4 separate regions of the Sus scrofa genome follow, and all the other regions are linked to region 1. A link is a contact called in public Hi-C and HiChIP or PLAC-seq data. All regions are on one chromosome and are shown on one strand. Each heading gives the region's core, a stretch centred on a gene start, on an enhancer-like site or on the middle of the called end of the contact. The rest is flanking DNA. Distances are from core to core; before and after follow the strand shown. Region 1 holds the start of PSMD3 (26S proteasome non-ATPase regulatory subunit 3). Region 2 holds the start of GRB7 (growth factor receptor-bound protein 7). Region 3 holds the start of RAPGEFL1 (rap guanine nucleotide exchange factor-like 1). Region 4 holds the start of CASC3 (protein CASC3).

Evidence for each region. A called contact is a pair of places that touch in the nucleus more often than the background predicts. HiChIP or PLAC-seq counts read pairs in DNA pulled down with a chosen protein or histone mark.
Region 2: a Hi-C map of epiblast stem cells shows a contact between it and region 1, with 4 times the contacts expected there. The contact joins the promoter of GRB7 here to the promoter of PSMD3 in region 1. A contact is called at or near these places in 1 of 5 promoter capture datasets (fetal liver) and 2 of 47 Hi-C or Micro-C datasets (epiblast stem cells and liver).
Region 3: a contact with region 1 is called in an H3K27ac HiChIP or PLAC-seq map of alveolar macrophages. The contact joins the promoter of RAPGEFL1 here to the promoter of PSMD3 in region 1. A contact is called at or near these places in 3 of 47 Hi-C or Micro-C datasets (alveolar macrophages, embryonic fibroblasts and skeletal muscle) and 1 of 2 datasets of contacts at active chromatin or transcription factors (alveolar macrophages).
Region 4: a contact with region 1 is called in an H3K27ac HiChIP or PLAC-seq map of alveolar macrophages. The contact joins the promoter of CASC3 here to the promoter of PSMD3 in region 1. A contact is called at or near these places in 1 of 47 Hi-C or Micro-C datasets (epiblast stem cells) and 1 of 2 datasets of contacts at active chromatin or transcription factors (alveolar macrophages).

The regions. Positions count from the first base shown.
Region 1 is chr12:22,358,891-22,362,550 of Sscrofa11.1, forward strand. It overlaps PSMD3 (26S proteasome non-ATPase regulatory subunit 3), which reads right to left and starts at 1,660. Exons shown (of 12, transcript XM_003131496.5): 1 at 1,261-1,660. The coding sequence starts at 1,480.
Region 2 is chr12:22,581,411-22,585,070 of Sscrofa11.1, forward strand. It overlaps GRB7 (growth factor receptor-bound protein 7), which reads right to left and starts at 1,976. Exons shown (of 15, transcript XM_021067040.1): 1 at 1,780-1,976.
Region 3 is chr12:22,193,821-22,197,480 of Sscrofa11.1, forward strand. It overlaps RAPGEFL1 (rap guanine nucleotide exchange factor-like 1), which reads right to left and starts at 2,021. Exons shown (of 11, transcript XR_002337116.1): 1 at 1,107-2,021.
Region 4 is chr12:22,219,829-22,223,488 of Sscrofa11.1, forward strand. It overlaps CASC3 (protein CASC3), which reads right to left and starts at 1,745. Exons shown (of 15, transcript XM_021067024.1): 1 at 1,470-1,745; 2 at 1,442-1,467; 3 at 1,038-1,065; 4 at 1-21. The coding sequence starts at 1,671.

The sequences.
Region 1 (3,660 bases), core at 410-2,909:
GCAGGGACCGAACCCGCAACCTCATGGTTCCTAGTCGGATTCGTTAACCACTGCGCCACGACGGGAACTCCTGCTGTCCAACTTTAGAGTAGGAGCTCATGCAGTCAACACTATCACACTCTCAAAACACCACTCAGGTGCATCAATTTGCTTATTTCCATGTGTTTTTTGTTTTGTTTGGTTTTTCAGGGCCTCACCCATGGCATATGGAGGTTCCCAGGCTAGGGGTTGAATTGGAGCTGTAGGTGCCAGCCTATACAACAGCCACAGCATGCCAGATCCACTCTGTGTCTGCGACCTACACCCCAGCTCACGGCAACACTGGATCCTTAACCCACTGAGTGAGGCCAGGGGTCGAACCCGCAACCTCATGGTTCCTAGTCCGATTTGTTTCCTCTGAGCCACAACGGGAACTCCTACTTCAATGTTTTTGAGCGAGGTTCTTATGCAGTTAAGTACAGAGAAAATCAATAAATAGTCTGGTCCTATTTGATCCAGAACAGAAAAACAACATCAAGATCACAATGAGAAGCTCTCACTCTACCCACTCCGAATGTGGACAGGGAGCTCTGAGTAAGAAAAGCGAAATATGAACTTGGAGGAACGAGAGAATGATAGGAAACTGGCAACAGGTGCCGAGGAGAAAAGAAATGGGCTGGGGGTTGTTTAGGTGGAAGGCAAGTACGAGGAACTCAAACAAGGTGTGTAATATATTTAAACTTTAGAAACAGTAGGAGTTTGGGCTTAGAGGAGGAGAAACAGGGCAAAGGGGATCGCGCGGGCATCTCAATTACAGCAACTAGGAAGCAAGATGCTATGTAAAAAGAGCTCTTTTAGGGCAGTTTGCTAAAGGTAGTTAAGACAACAAACCATTCTTAAAACTCGGGGCCAGTATTCTGCGTCATCCTGACCTCCTTCGCACATGACTACACTGGTTTTTAGAGAGGTCAATCATACACTGGGGACGCCAGAATCAGTGTAAAAGGAGTAATAACGTCAGAGGAGAGAATTCAGAAAAGGGAGTCTACGGGCCCAATGACATCTAGTTCTGGACGCAACCCCAGGTTGCGGAGAGGTGTGTGCGAAGGGCCTGAGCCCGGAGAGAAGGCTCGGCTAGTGAGGCTGGGGTCGGAGTGTGAGGGAAGTAGGGGCGGGCACCTGGGGGTGATCTCAACGAACTAGGGGTGGTAGAGGCTGCGCTGGATCACCGCGGCGCTGTCACCCGTGGTCATGGCATGCCCACGGCCCGCGCTCTCGTACCCTCCAAGGTGACGGTGTCCAGCTCTCGCTGGGAGTGCTCAGCCGCCGCCGCTGCCGCCTTGCCATCGGTCTCCCCGGTTGATGCGCCACCGGCCGCTGCCTCTTCTTTCATCTCCACATCTTGAGGGGCTGGGGGCGGCGGTGGTTCCTGCTCCGCTCCGCCGGGCGGTGGCTTTGCCTTGTCCGTGCCACGGCGCCGCGCCGAGCCCTCCTGCTTCATGGCGCCCGGGGTCGCGGCCTAGTCCGGGGACCGAGGCCGGGGCCTCGGGTGAATCCTCGCACCGGAGACCAGGAACCGAGCCGGGCCTGCACACGAGCGCGGGCTCGCGTCGGGCCGCACGATGACGGAGCAGCTGCAAACCCCTTCCCGGCGCTGGGCCTTGTGGGAAATGCCAGGCCGAGTGGGCCAATTGCCGAGTCCACAAAGGGGAGAAAAATCAACAGCCGATGTGCGGATGGAGGCGGATCTTCGAGGAGGAGCGGGGAGGAGCCTGTAGGGGTTTGTCCGGCTTGTTTTGAACTGTTTCTGTGTGTTTTTTTCCTTTGTGTTCCTTTCCGGTGTATTTCTATGTATGTCCGCATGAGGTCCCCTCAGGCCCCCACTGGGTCACTGCGGACTCTAAGCACCCAACTTCGATGAAATGGGTAGGGTCTATCCAAGCGCAGAGCGTGATGACGCCACGAGTTGCCAGGCGAGTTTCATGCCTAAACTCGCTCAATTTGCAGTTCTCAACCGCCGCTTGATGCAACTGGCGCGAGAGAAGAAAAGAAGCTGCGAAGGGATGTTGAGCTAGGCTGTTGGGCTGAAAACTACACCGAATTGGAGACGAGGAAGAACCCCATGGGATTCAGACTTTCTTGTCCGATTTTAGCTAGTGCTGAAAATAAGGCATAAAATCTCTGCAGCCTGGGAGTGCGGATGCGGGGAGAGTGCATTTGCGTATAATCACTTATAATTTAGTAAAATTTAGGGGTCCACTCTATGTGAGGCTCAGGGCTAGCACATTTCAGGGGGCAGGGTGGTGGAAAAAACAAACAAACAAACAAACAAAAAAAAAACAGCTCCAGAAGTTCTCTTTGTGGCTCAGCAGTAACAAACCCGACTAATATACATGAAGATGCAGGTTCAATCCCTGGCCTCGCTCAGCGGCTTAGGAATCTGGCGTTGCCATAAACTGCGGTGTAGGTCGCAGACGTAGCTCGGGTCTGGCATGTTGCTGTGGCTGTGGTGTAGGCTGGCTGCTGCAGCTCGAATTCCAACCCTAGCCTGGGAACTTCCATATGCTGCAGGTGCAGCCCTAAAAAGCAAACAAAAACAAAAAACAAAAAAAAACCCCGCAAACCAACACTCCCCACCCCCCCGCGCGCCAGAAAAAAAACAACCCAGAAAAACAGCTCCAGAGCGTGGTCTGCTGGAAGCTCTGCTCTGGGCTGCCATGTATTGTGATGCTGGACACAAGAGGGTGGAAGATGATGATGGAGACTCTTCACTGTAGTGAAATGGGGAACAGAATAATAGTCTACCTAAGGTGGGCTTAAGAATCCCCCAGGGGAGGAGTTCTCGTCGTGGCGCAGTGGTTAACGAATCCGACTAGGAACCATGAGGTTGCGGGTTCCGTCCTTGCCCTTGCTCAGTGGGTTAACGATCCAGCATTGCCGTGAGCTGTGGTGTAGGTCGCAGACGCGGCTCGGATCCCGCGTTGCTGTGGCTCTGGCGTAGGCTAATGGCTACGGCTCCGATTCGACCCCTAGCCTGGGAACCTCCATATGCCGCGGGAGCGGCCCAAGAAATAGCAAAAAGACAAAAAAAAAAAAAAAAAAAAAAATATATATATATATATATATATATATATATATAAATATATATAAAAAAGAATCCCCCAGGGGAAAAATTTGGACCAGAAACACAGTCTACTTATTTTTCAAAGGAATCCTCTAGTGATTTTTCAAGAGGAAGATACAGGTTCCAATTTATTAAAAGACACAAAACAAAAACTCCTTTCCTATCTTGGAGGTTTTCTTTTTCTTTTTTTCAGTGTACAGCAAGTTTTACTTTGCCCTCAGAGAAAGTGGGTCACCCTGGATAGGGAGAGTGACCTGGGAGGTTTGTGAACTTATTAAAAAAATTTTTATGGCTGCATTGGCGGCTCATGGAAGTTCCCGGACCACGAATTGAATCCGAGACATGACCTATGCAGCTGTGGCCATGCAGGATCCTTTAACCCATTGCCAGGCTGCGGGATCAAACTTGCACCTCTGCAGCCACTGGAGCCACTTCAGTCAATTCTTAACCCACTGCACCAGGATGGGAACTCCTCTTGGAACTTTAGTCTCTTCCATAAATGGAAGTTTTAGACCAGGTCAGATCCTGTAAGACAACCTAGCCCTGGGTAAGGTCCT
Region 2 (3,660 bases), core at 726-3,225, 220 kb after region 1:
CGCAACTCCATCTGTCCCCTCAACACTGCGTCTCGCTCGTACCTGCGGCTTCCCCAGGAGCCTCTCCTGTCCCGGCGGCTCCAGCCCCACCCTCTTGCCCGCCCTCCCGGCCTCCTGCCTCCTTGTTTACTTCCTGAATCTGGCCCCACCTGGCTGGCCCCGAGGGCGGGTGGCAGGGCCCACAGTCTAGGGCCGGGAGAAAACAAGGCCACCTTCCGTGCCTCCCAGGTGGGGGGAGGGGCCGGAACAGCCGAAGCCTGAACCCCCGCCGGGAGGAGGCGGGAAGGCGCCCTCCAGGCCCAGGACCCCGCGCCCCCTCCCTGGAGCGGGGGGGAGGCCTTACCTGTCGGGGAGCTCTTAGGGCGAGGGCCCAGGTGAGGAGGCGGGAAACCCCTAGGTGACCCGGAGTTGGGGGGAGGGCCCGGGACCCTGAGGCCCCGCCCACTCCCTCACTAAGGGGAAAAAACACCCAATGGGAGTGAGGGGGGGCAGCTCTTTTAAAGTTTAATTTGGGAAGAATGCTAGAGTGTCTGCGAAGTTAATCATTACAGGCCGCTTGCCTTCACGGGGGGCCCCCCCAGCAGGAGAGCAGGGGGAGAGGGGAGAGCAGAGTCCAGGACGGGCAGACCAAGAGGGGGCAATCCCGAGGGACAGCGGGGTTGGAAGGACTGACGATGGCGGGCAGGTGCACTCTCCATCCCCGACCTGCCCGGGAGGCCCAGACTCGGACCCGGGTCTTTCCCCAGCCGCTTCAGACAAGGCACTCGCCCCCGCCCCAGGCACGCGCGCACACACTCCCCAGCACCCCCCACCACACACACACACACACGCACACGGCACTGCGGATCCCCCCGCATCTAACCCTCCAGTCTACCGAGACCACATCTTTCGGAAGCCAGGAGGGACCCCCCGCCTGCCCACCCCCACCGTCCCATCCGAGGGCATCCTTGTGGCCGAGTGGGGGCTACACTCCAGAGAGACGGCGTTCTGGCAGTTTAGGGAATCCTTGTCCCTTACTGCCCTCCAAATTGAGGGTGCCCCCGTGGCCCCCGCGGAGACGACTCTTTCATAAAGACTTGGGGGAACTCAAGCTGCGGTCAAATCAGACAGAGCAAGAGAGAGACTTGGGGCAGCTCCCTCGGTATCTGGACCCTCCCCTCTCAGCTCTCTTTCTGGGAATGTGGGGAGGGGCTAGTTTCAGCGGGAAAACCGCGTCTCCAGGAGGCGAGAATCTGTGATCTCGCTTCCCGGCCCCGTCAGCTGGTGAGTGTGCGTTTGGGATGGGGGCGACCTGGGTGCGGGGAGTTGCGGAGAGGGTCGGGAGGAGCCGGGAGGGCAGGAGATGAGAGTAGGGAAAGACTGAGGGCAGCTGGTGAGGAGGGGGCGGGATGGGAGGCTGGAGGAAAAGAGAAAGTGAGGCCGCCAGAGCAACCCAGCAGGAGGCCGAATCTTTTTCCATATGGACCCTGGGGCTCCCCACCCCCAAGATGAAGTGTCCGCTTTGGTCCTTACCTGGACCCTGGGCGTTGGTACACCGGGCTGGGGCCACCGATTTAAGGAGGAAGACGCCAAGCCCTTAACTACCTGTCCTCCTCCTGTCCCCGCCCTGGCCTGACATCACTGAGCGAGGAAGGGAAGGGGGAGCCAGGCAGACGCCTGGCCGCCCACCTGGGCAGCCAGCCAGCCAGCTCTTGGCCCTGAGACTGGCACAGCCTGGGGCCCTGGTGCGGCTAGAGGTGGGAGCAAGTTGTCTTCTGGGACGAATCTCCGTCCCCTTACCTGGAAGAGCCCCAGCAGGAGTCGCAGGACACAGGGGCTGAAGTCCGGCTCTGTCTAGGAACCTCAGGTACCTGGACTTGATTTCAAATCGGCTCCCTCTATTCTACAGGTGGTAGGAGGGTGTCCTGACTTTGGGCACAGAAGGAGGGGGAAGGCTGAGCCCTGTTGTCCAGGCACCTTGCCCAGGGAAACAAATTATCTTGGGCAGGTGGGGGCGGGGCACGGGGGAGGGGCGTGGGAGGAGGAAGCCCAGGAGGAGGGGCGGGGCCTCCCCAACACTACGCTGGCTGGGATTGTTTTTGTCCTTAGGCTGGCAGCAGGTGACTGGGGAGAGGCGATTGAACTGAACTGAGCAGCCCGAGAGCGAAGGTCCTCACCACCTGGGAGGGAGAGGCTGGGGGCTAGAAGGTCAGGGGAAAGGGCCCCGCCCACCCTTCCCAAACCTGGAATGTTCATTGGCCAATTTAGGGGGCTTGACTGCAGCTCTGGGGCCTACCCCCCTGGGGCAAAGGGCGACTCTTCGAAAGCCGGAGGCCAGCCAGAGGGGTGTCCAGCAACTTGGCCTGCCCCTTGACCTCCAGCCACAGTCTGGCCACCCAGCCTGCATCCTGGCCCCTCGGAGGCACCTGGGCTAAATCCTGTCTTCTGAGCAAAGTCCAGGGTCTCAGTCTCCTGAAATCCAAGGGGTTAGACGAGGTCCCCTGGTGAGAGGAGTGATTTGGGGAAAGCTCTGGCCAGGTGCTAGGGGACTCCCCTTGCGCTCTCCTTCAGCACTAGGCAAACACAACGGTGAAGAGCCCGCCTGAGAGGCTGAGATCAAAGACAGTAGCCACCTCCCAGCCCAAGCGGGTGACAGTTGGATAAACAAACAATTCATAGGGGTGATAAGAGGTCTGCCCCCCCCGGGGGGGGGCGTGGAGGAGTGGCTCCAGGCTCAACTTTCTCCAAACTGGGTTTTCCTTGGAAAAACCAGTATGAGAGGACTAAGCCAAGAAGTGAGGGAGGGGCGAGGTCACCTGGGCCACAGAAGCGTTTGTGCAAAGCGCAGTAGACCATTCACTCAGTCACTCCTTCATTCACTTGACTAATATTTGTTACGTACCTACTATATGCAAACCCCATGCTTGGCACTGGGGATACAACAAAATGACCTGCCCTTATCTTCATGCAGCTCCATCACAAAGACTTATGTTAATCAAAGAATACACAAATAATAAGAAATGGCACGAGACAACTACACTGGGAGAACAACTTACCTGGGAGGTTGGGAAAGACTTCTCCATGGAAGTGACCCTGGAGCAGGGGGGAAGTTGTCTTGGGGCAGGGGACAGAAGTGGATTGATGGATGGGAATGTCACCTTTCATGATGACAGAACAAGCGCCAAAGCCCTTGGCAAAAGGGGACAGAGCATCTAGAGGCAGAATGGGGGTGGAGAAGGAAGGACAGGAGGCCTTACAGGTGTGGCTGAGCAGGTATGGAAGGTGTGGCGAAAGGCTTTGTACACAGCTGTTTCTCAAAGTGTGGCCTGTGACCACAGCCTCCAACGCTCTCTAGGCTTGTGTAAAAAAACAGGTCCCTGGGCCCCTCCCCAACTACTGAATCTTGGTCTCTGGGGCCAAGACCCAGGAATGTGTGGTATTGACAAGCCCTCCGGTGGTTGTTCTGTAAACCAGGTTTAAGAGCCATCCATCCTGTCTGTCCAGACCAGCAGGAACTATGGGCAGAGGCCAGACTCTGCAGGGTCCATCTGGGCTTTAAGTAGAGGCACAGAAGAGGGGCAGACTTATATTTTAGAAAACTCACTCTGGTGTTGAAGGGTAGGTTGGCGGGGGAAGCCAGATTCGGAGGGCTGAGTACGTTTCCATTTATATGACTTTCTG
Region 3 (3,660 bases), core at 771-3,270, 160 kb before region 1:
GAAAGCTGTGTGTGTCTGATATTTTTCTAATTAAATCCAAAAGGTGTCAGCTCCCCAGGGCAACTACGGCCTGAGCCAAAGAGAGGACTTGGGTCTTGAGAAGAATCCAGGGGAGTAGAGCCCTATTCCACACACCTGAGTTTGGGGTCCCCGCTAAGGTCTGGGAGCAAAGTGTTAAACCCCCATCCTTAGGCCCACGACCAGGGCTCCCGACCCTCAGCCCCTCAGCTTAGTGAACTGTAAGTCTTCTACCTCAGCCACTAACTAGCAATCTGGGGCCTCAGTTTCCTCAAAATCCCCTTAGTAGGGGTGCTGGTGGGAAGTGGTGAAATAGCATCTTCGTTTAGGGAATAAGCTTCTCAGGGTGTGGTTATTTTTTTTTTCTTAAAGAGTCCATGTGCTGAAGCCTGACGATGGACAGGCAGGAGTTGGAGAGGTTCAGACCACCCCCACCCCCAGATGCTGCAGGGCCCTGATGTCTGCCCGGCCACCTTTCCCCCACCAAATACCTTCTTAGCCCCGAACGAGAACGCAGCCCTCCCCCCAAGCTGCTGAGGACAACGCATCCCTTTGGCTGGGCCCAAAAGGCACCTTGGGCCCCATGCCTGTCTGGCACTGCCCCCCCACCCGCACCCTGAGTGGGCCAGCCCTCTGCTCTGGGGCTTCTAAACAGAACTGGGGACTCCTGGAAGGTCTTTCAGGGCTTGGCCACCTCTAGGGGGCCACACTGACTGGTCTGGGCAGCGTCCATCTTAGCATGTCAGGCCCGAATTTGGGGCCACAGAAGGACGCAGTCAACATCAGGGACCTAGGAAGGGCTGGATAAGATGTCCGGGGGAGAGGAGAGGTGGCTTAAGGAGAGAAAGAGGTTCAGCTTCTTCCCCAGCCACTGGCTGAAGCTGCTACAGGGAGGAAGGTGGCACTGCCACTTCTCCACTGCAGAAGGGTCTGTCCCTCCCGTAGGCCCCTAGCCCACTTCAGCTGACCAGACCACTCAACCCCACACCGAGGCTCCGCGCAGCGCCACCCCCACTCTCCAAGGGCAAGGAAGAGCAACCAGGGGACGACCCCCTACTGGGGGATGGATGAGCTGGCCGACTCCTTACCTGAGGCAGCGCTGTCCCTGGTGGCCCCTCCAGCCAGCCGCTCCAGAACCCGGTTCAGAAGATGCTCCGGCCGCTCGGGGGCGCCCAGGGGGGCCCAGGGTGGGGAAGGCAGGGGCTCGCCCGGGGACAGCTCATCTGAGGAGTACGAGGAAGGGGAGCGCAGGGCCCCCCCTCCCCCGAGCGGTCCGGGCCCTGGCACCTCCTCTAGCTGCAGCCAACAGGGCCCCCTGCTGCTGAGCTCCTCCGCGACCCCCGCCAGCTCGCCCCCGTCCTCCTCAGGGGGCGGCTCCAGCCCCGGCTCGGCGGGGGGCTCCCGGAGGAAAGCTGGGAGCAGCAGGCGAGACACGCTCTGACGCCGCTGCAGTGGCCGCGGTCCCCCGGTTGGACCGCCGCCCCCGCCAGGTCCCCCACCCCCTCCAGGCCCGCCGCAGCTACCCGGACCCCCGCCGGGACCTCCCGCCACCGTTCGCCCCGCCAGCTGCGACGTCTGCTTCTTCAGAAATTTCTCCAGCGGCTTCATGCCCCCCCCCCGCCCCTCTCCTCGGGGCCGCCGGAGGACCCAGGTGTCCCAGGCGCGGGCGGGGGGGGGGCGGGGACACGATGCTCAGAGCCGGAGGGGCAGAGCGGAGGGCCGTGCCAGGCGCCGGACTGGGGGCAGAGGTGCCCGAGGCTCGCTGGCCGGAGTCCAGTGGCCAGGGGCCGGAGGGGGTGCCAGAGGGAAGGAGTGCCTGCTCTTAGTGGCCCCCCATGCCGGCTGCAGCGCACGCGGCCCGAAGGGTGGGTAGGCTGCGGGGCCGGTGCCCCTCGCTCTACGCTCCGGAGCCGGGCTGCGGCGGCAAAGGCAGCGGGTGGTGCGCAACGCTGAGAAGACGCGGCGGTGGCGGCGGCGGCGGCAGCGGCGGCGGCGGCTGTGCTCCTGACCGGGGGGAAGGTGGCAGAACTGAGGCCGCGCCCCCTCCTTCAGTCCCCGCCCAGTCCCCGCCCCCGCCCTTCATGGGCCCGCCCCCTAGGCCGCGCGAGGCTTGAACTTGGGCGCAGGGGCTGACAGCGAGGGAAACAGTAAGGGGCTGAATGGGATTAGACTCGGGGCAGATCCAGACGTTCAGGGCAAAGGGGAGGGAGTAATTTACCCACTGAAAGGGGGTTCCTGGCTTGAGGCCTACGAGGACTCTTGGTATCATTGCAAAGAACCAGGCCACACACTTTGCTTGACTCACCTACCTGTATTCGGGTGGGGCCTCCAAAAATTGCTGATTGGTTGTCCATCACTCTGGATCTTGATAATGTACTCTTGTTGCCATACTCTGAGGAATATGTGGTTTTTATCTTCCTTCTGTTAGAAGGGCTGGAAAGGCCTCGGGTGAACTGGCATTGAAACCTGAGGCAGTACTCATCTGCCCTTTCTGGTAGGGCACAATAGGTGGTGAGGGCCTGGCCTGTGAGAGGCAGGTACTGGCAGGCAGGTAGGAGCCAGGCTGGGAGCCGCAGGTTGTGGCAGGTCTAATTGGGGTGAGGAGAAGAGACAGTAGGCAAAGGGGGAGGAGACCAGGAGCACAAGGGCACCTGAGCCTAGCTGGCAGCAGGAGGAAGCAGAGCCCTAGAGATGGTTGACAAGCTCCAGAACTGCCAACTAACACCATCCAGCATAGAGAGCGAGCCCATCCAGAGATGACATAACCACAGAGTGAGGAAAGTAATACCAAATTTGCTCTCCAAGTAATCTTATTCCTGATGCCTATGCCCAGAGCATTCTGCCCCTAAGGGCACACCGTTCCAGAAGGAGGGTGGTAGAGAGACATGCTCAGTGTAAGCACATCAAGGTTAAGGTAACAAGGTGGGGAGTGGCACCAGGCACCAGATGGGTTGAGGCTCCTTGGCCAATGCCCCACCCCTGTTTACTGTGCACCAACCAGGCAGCAACAGGAATGTTAAAGGCTGGGAGTGGTGGTGGAACTGAACAGGGTGTGTGCCATGCACGTGTGTCACTGTGTGTACCTATCTGGTCCTATGTGTGCAAGAGCATGTCTTCATAGAAATAAAGCTTTGCACACCCATCTGTTTGTGGATTTGCAAAAAAGAACAGTTAAAAAGGAGAAAGCACACTTTTGGCTAAAAAGCTGGACTAGAGAGCCGAGTATTTGTTTCCTGGGTTCTCATTATTGGATACCCCAATATCTTTGGGGCTAAGAGGGGAAACTGGTTGGAGTGGCTCGTAGCTCCCCAGGCATTTTATGAACCAAATAAGAAGAGGGGAGGGCTCCACTCCCAGCACATGCCACAGTTACCAGATTAAGCTGGTTGCCTTGGTAACATCCTCTCTGGGCAGGATTTGGGATTGTCAGGAAGAGGGAAGAATTGGGGAGTATGGAAGGTATGGGGGCTATAAATAAAAGGGTCAAAGAGACTTCTGGAAACTGGAAACTCGGGGAACAGGACCCCAGCATTCTCCAGCTACTCAAAGCTATCAGGCATAGACTAAGTTTAAGACCTTGAATCAGAGAGGAAAGCCAGCATGGCATGACGGTCCTCCTAGGACATCAGTGGTTTTCACCCC
Region 4 (3,660 bases), core at 495-2,994, 140 kb before region 1:
TTTCGTAATCAGAGAGAACAGCTGAAAGAAAACAGAAACAGATTAAAAAAAAAATCAACAGAAATTATTATAATTACATCTCTTGACTGCTTGTTGTGGGTGAAGTTAAAACTCTCATTTAATTCTGACATCAAAATTGGGTTGTGGTGGGGAGTTCCCGTCGTGGCGCAGTGGTTAACGAATCCGACTAGGAACCATGAGGTTGCGGGTTCGGTCCCTGCCCTTGCTCAGCGGGTTAACGATCCGGCGTTGCCGTGAGCTGTGGTGTAGGTTGCAGACGCGGCTCGGATCCTGCGTTGCTGTGGCTCTGGCGTAGGCCGGTGGCTACAGCTCCGATTCGACCCCTAGCCTGGGAACCTCCATATGCCGCGAGAGCGGCCCAAGAAATAGCAACAACAAGAACAACAACAACTAAAGACAAAAAGACAAAAAAAAAAAAAAAAAAAAAAAAAAAAATTGGGTTGTGGTGATCGTTGTCTAACTATAAATGTAACAAGACGTTCCCATAGTGGAGCGTGGAAACAAATCTGACTAGGAACCATGAGGTTGCGGGTTCGATCCCTGGCCTCGCTCAGTGGGTTAAGGATCCAGCGTTGGCGTGAGCTGTGGTGTAGGTCGCAGACACCGCTTGGATCCTGTGTTGCTGCGGCTGTGGCGTAGGCCGACAGCTACAACTCAGATTGGACCCCTCGCTTGGGAACCTCCATATGCAGCAGGTGCAGCCCTAAAAAGACAAAAAAAAGAAAAAAGAAAAAAAAAGCTACGAATGTAATAAAAATCACTGAGTTAAAAAAAATTCTGACATCAACCTATGAGGTAGATAAAATTATACTCCCCCATATGCAGAGACAATAGGTTCAGAGAATGACTTTCTCAAGATTATACTGCTAAAACGTATGCTCTTTAGCACTATGCTACCAAGAGCCTCTTTGTGGAATTCCTCCTCCCGCCCCAAATCCTTAAGTTTAAGAGGATGTCAATTGCTGGAAATAGGTGACCTACGTTTATGAGCAAAAAACTGTCACGATGCTACTTACCATCGCCCTCGATGCCATCTTCACTCTCCTGAAGGAAAAGAGAAGACATGGGTTAGTTCTGTGATTTCCAGAGGATGGAGAGTTGGAGACTGAATACAAAATGATTGCAAAGGGAGCCGAGGAAAGATACATCTTTAACAAACTGCGTCCGAGGAAGGTCCAGTCTATTCCCCTCCAGTCCCGATTACTGAATAAACATCCGCTTTCCATCCACAGCAGCTCTGCCCTCTTTCTAGACATCCCGACCCCTCCTATTCCCTTGGGGCTCCGGATGCAAACCGCACTGGGACAGCTCTCCCCTTCTCGAACACGTTACACCCCACCATCTACCATCAACTCCCAGCCTCCCATCATCACCTACAACCCGCCCCCTTTCCCGGCCCGCCCCGCCCGCGCGCACTCACACATTCCGACTCCTCAGCGCTCTTGGCCCCCCGCTCTCCACCCGCCGCAGATGAAGGGCCCCGACTCGGCCTCCGCGCTGGGAGGGCAGAGAGCCGCTGCCGCCGCCTCCAACACTGCCGCTGCAGCTCCCGCCGCCCCGCGCCAAGGAACTGCCACTGTCTGAGCCGGAAGCACCAGATTCTTCGTCCTCAGTGTCCTGCGAAGCGCGTTGCCGCCGCCGGTCCGCCATCTTACGGAGAACGGCCGCCGCTGGCCAGCTCCTTACGTACCGCGCCCGTCGCAGGGGCTGCCGGGAGGCTCGAGAGTCGGTCCCAGCATGCTTCACTAGTGGGGCTGGTCGCCCCTTTTCAGGGGGTGGGGCTGGAGGCGGGGCTGGCGCCCTGCGGCACGTTGCGGGCGAGTCGAATTGCGTCAAATAGTGCCGTAAGGGGGCGTGGCATGGTCCCAGACTTCCCCTGGGTAGGGCCCCGGGCGAGGGGAGCTGTGCTCCCGCAGCTTCCTCCGGCTCCTTTCCCGGCCATCTTGGGCTTTGCCAATGGATAGCGTTGACCTGTCACAGCTTCAGAGCGGCAATGCTGTTTCATGGTTTTCTTTTTCCATTTCTTGTTTCTGCCTACGTTTGAAGCAGATCGTTTTACTGCATTTGTTTGTAAAATCACGAATCAAGGTAAACCTCTAGAGCCGTAGTGCGGCATCAGATTTGTCAAACCAGTCCATTTTAAGCTAAAGGGTGGAAGAGAAACCAGTTGTCTGCAATGAAGCTTGAGGATTCAGTGTTGCAGCACTGCAATGTTATCCCTGTATTCTCATTTCCTCTTCCCTCGTCATGGGTCTTCCCACCCCAGCCATCACCTCTCCCAAAGTGCAAGCAGGTATAACTGTAATCTTACCAAGATTTTAGAGCCGATTTAAAAAGAGATAATCACAGGAACTGGAGTTGGTAAAACATCCTGATTTCCTTTTTGTTAAGGGTTGCCAGACGGGTAGATGAGGGAATGCTTTGGATTTGGCAAGACATTTTAAAGCAATGAAAAAAGGAGTTCCCTTCGTGGCGCAGTGGTTAACGAATCAGACTAGGAACCATGAGGTTGCGGGTTCGGTCCCTGCCCTCGCTCAGTGGGTTAACGATCCAGCGTTGCCGTGAGCTGTGGTGTAGGTTGCAGACGCGGCTCGGATCCCGCGTTGCTGTGGCTCTGGCGTAGGCCGGCAGCTACAGCTCAGATTAAACCCCTAGACCATGGTAACGTACAAGAATCTCTGGACCATGGTAACGTACAAGAAGCCTCAGCTAAGCTATTAGTGCACCTACAGGAGTGCACATTAATATACACCAGAGGAATTCCTGTTGTGGCTCAGCTGGTTACAAACCCGACTAGCATCCATGAGGATGCCGGTTCAAACCCTGGCCTGGCTCATTGTGTTAAGGATCCAGTGTTGCTGTGGCTGGGGTATAGACTGGCAGCTGCAGCTCCAATTTAACCCTTAGCCTGGGAACTTCCATATGCCACAGTTGCGGTCCTAGAAAGAAAAAAATATATGTGTGTATATATATGCACACACACACACACACCAGAGCAAGGTCCTTATGGGATAGCACAGGAGTCTGTCCTGTGTAATATTTTTACAAATATGGTTAAGGGTCCTGATACCAAATTCATATGCAGTATGAAACTAGAAGTCCTTCTGAATGAATTAAGATATTTAGTCAGTATCCAAACAGATCTCAGTTGGTTAAACAAGTGACCAATATGACAACTTGTAAATACAGCTCCAAAAACCAACTGCCTGTGTTAAAAATGGAGGATGTATGACTTAATTTTTTGTTTTAAGGGAGTTACATGGTGGCAGCATTGTCACTACTGTGGCACATATTTGACAACTGGCCTGGTAACTTTCACATGCTGCAGGCTCAAAAAAGACCTAGAGTGAGTTCCCGTTGTGGTTCAGCAGATTAAGAACCCAGTTGGTATCCATGAGGATGGGGGTTCCATCCCTGGCGTTGCTCAGTGGGTTAAAGGATACAGCGTTACTGCAAGGTGTAGGTTGTGGATGCAGCTGGGATCTAGCGCTGCTGTGGCTGTGGCATAGGCTGGAGGCTATGGCTCTGATTCAGGCCCTAGCCTAGAAACCTCCATGTGCTTTGGGTGCGGCTCTAAAAAGACAAAAAAAAGAGAGACTTAGAGGATCCTATTGATCACAAGGTAAATTTATAAACTTG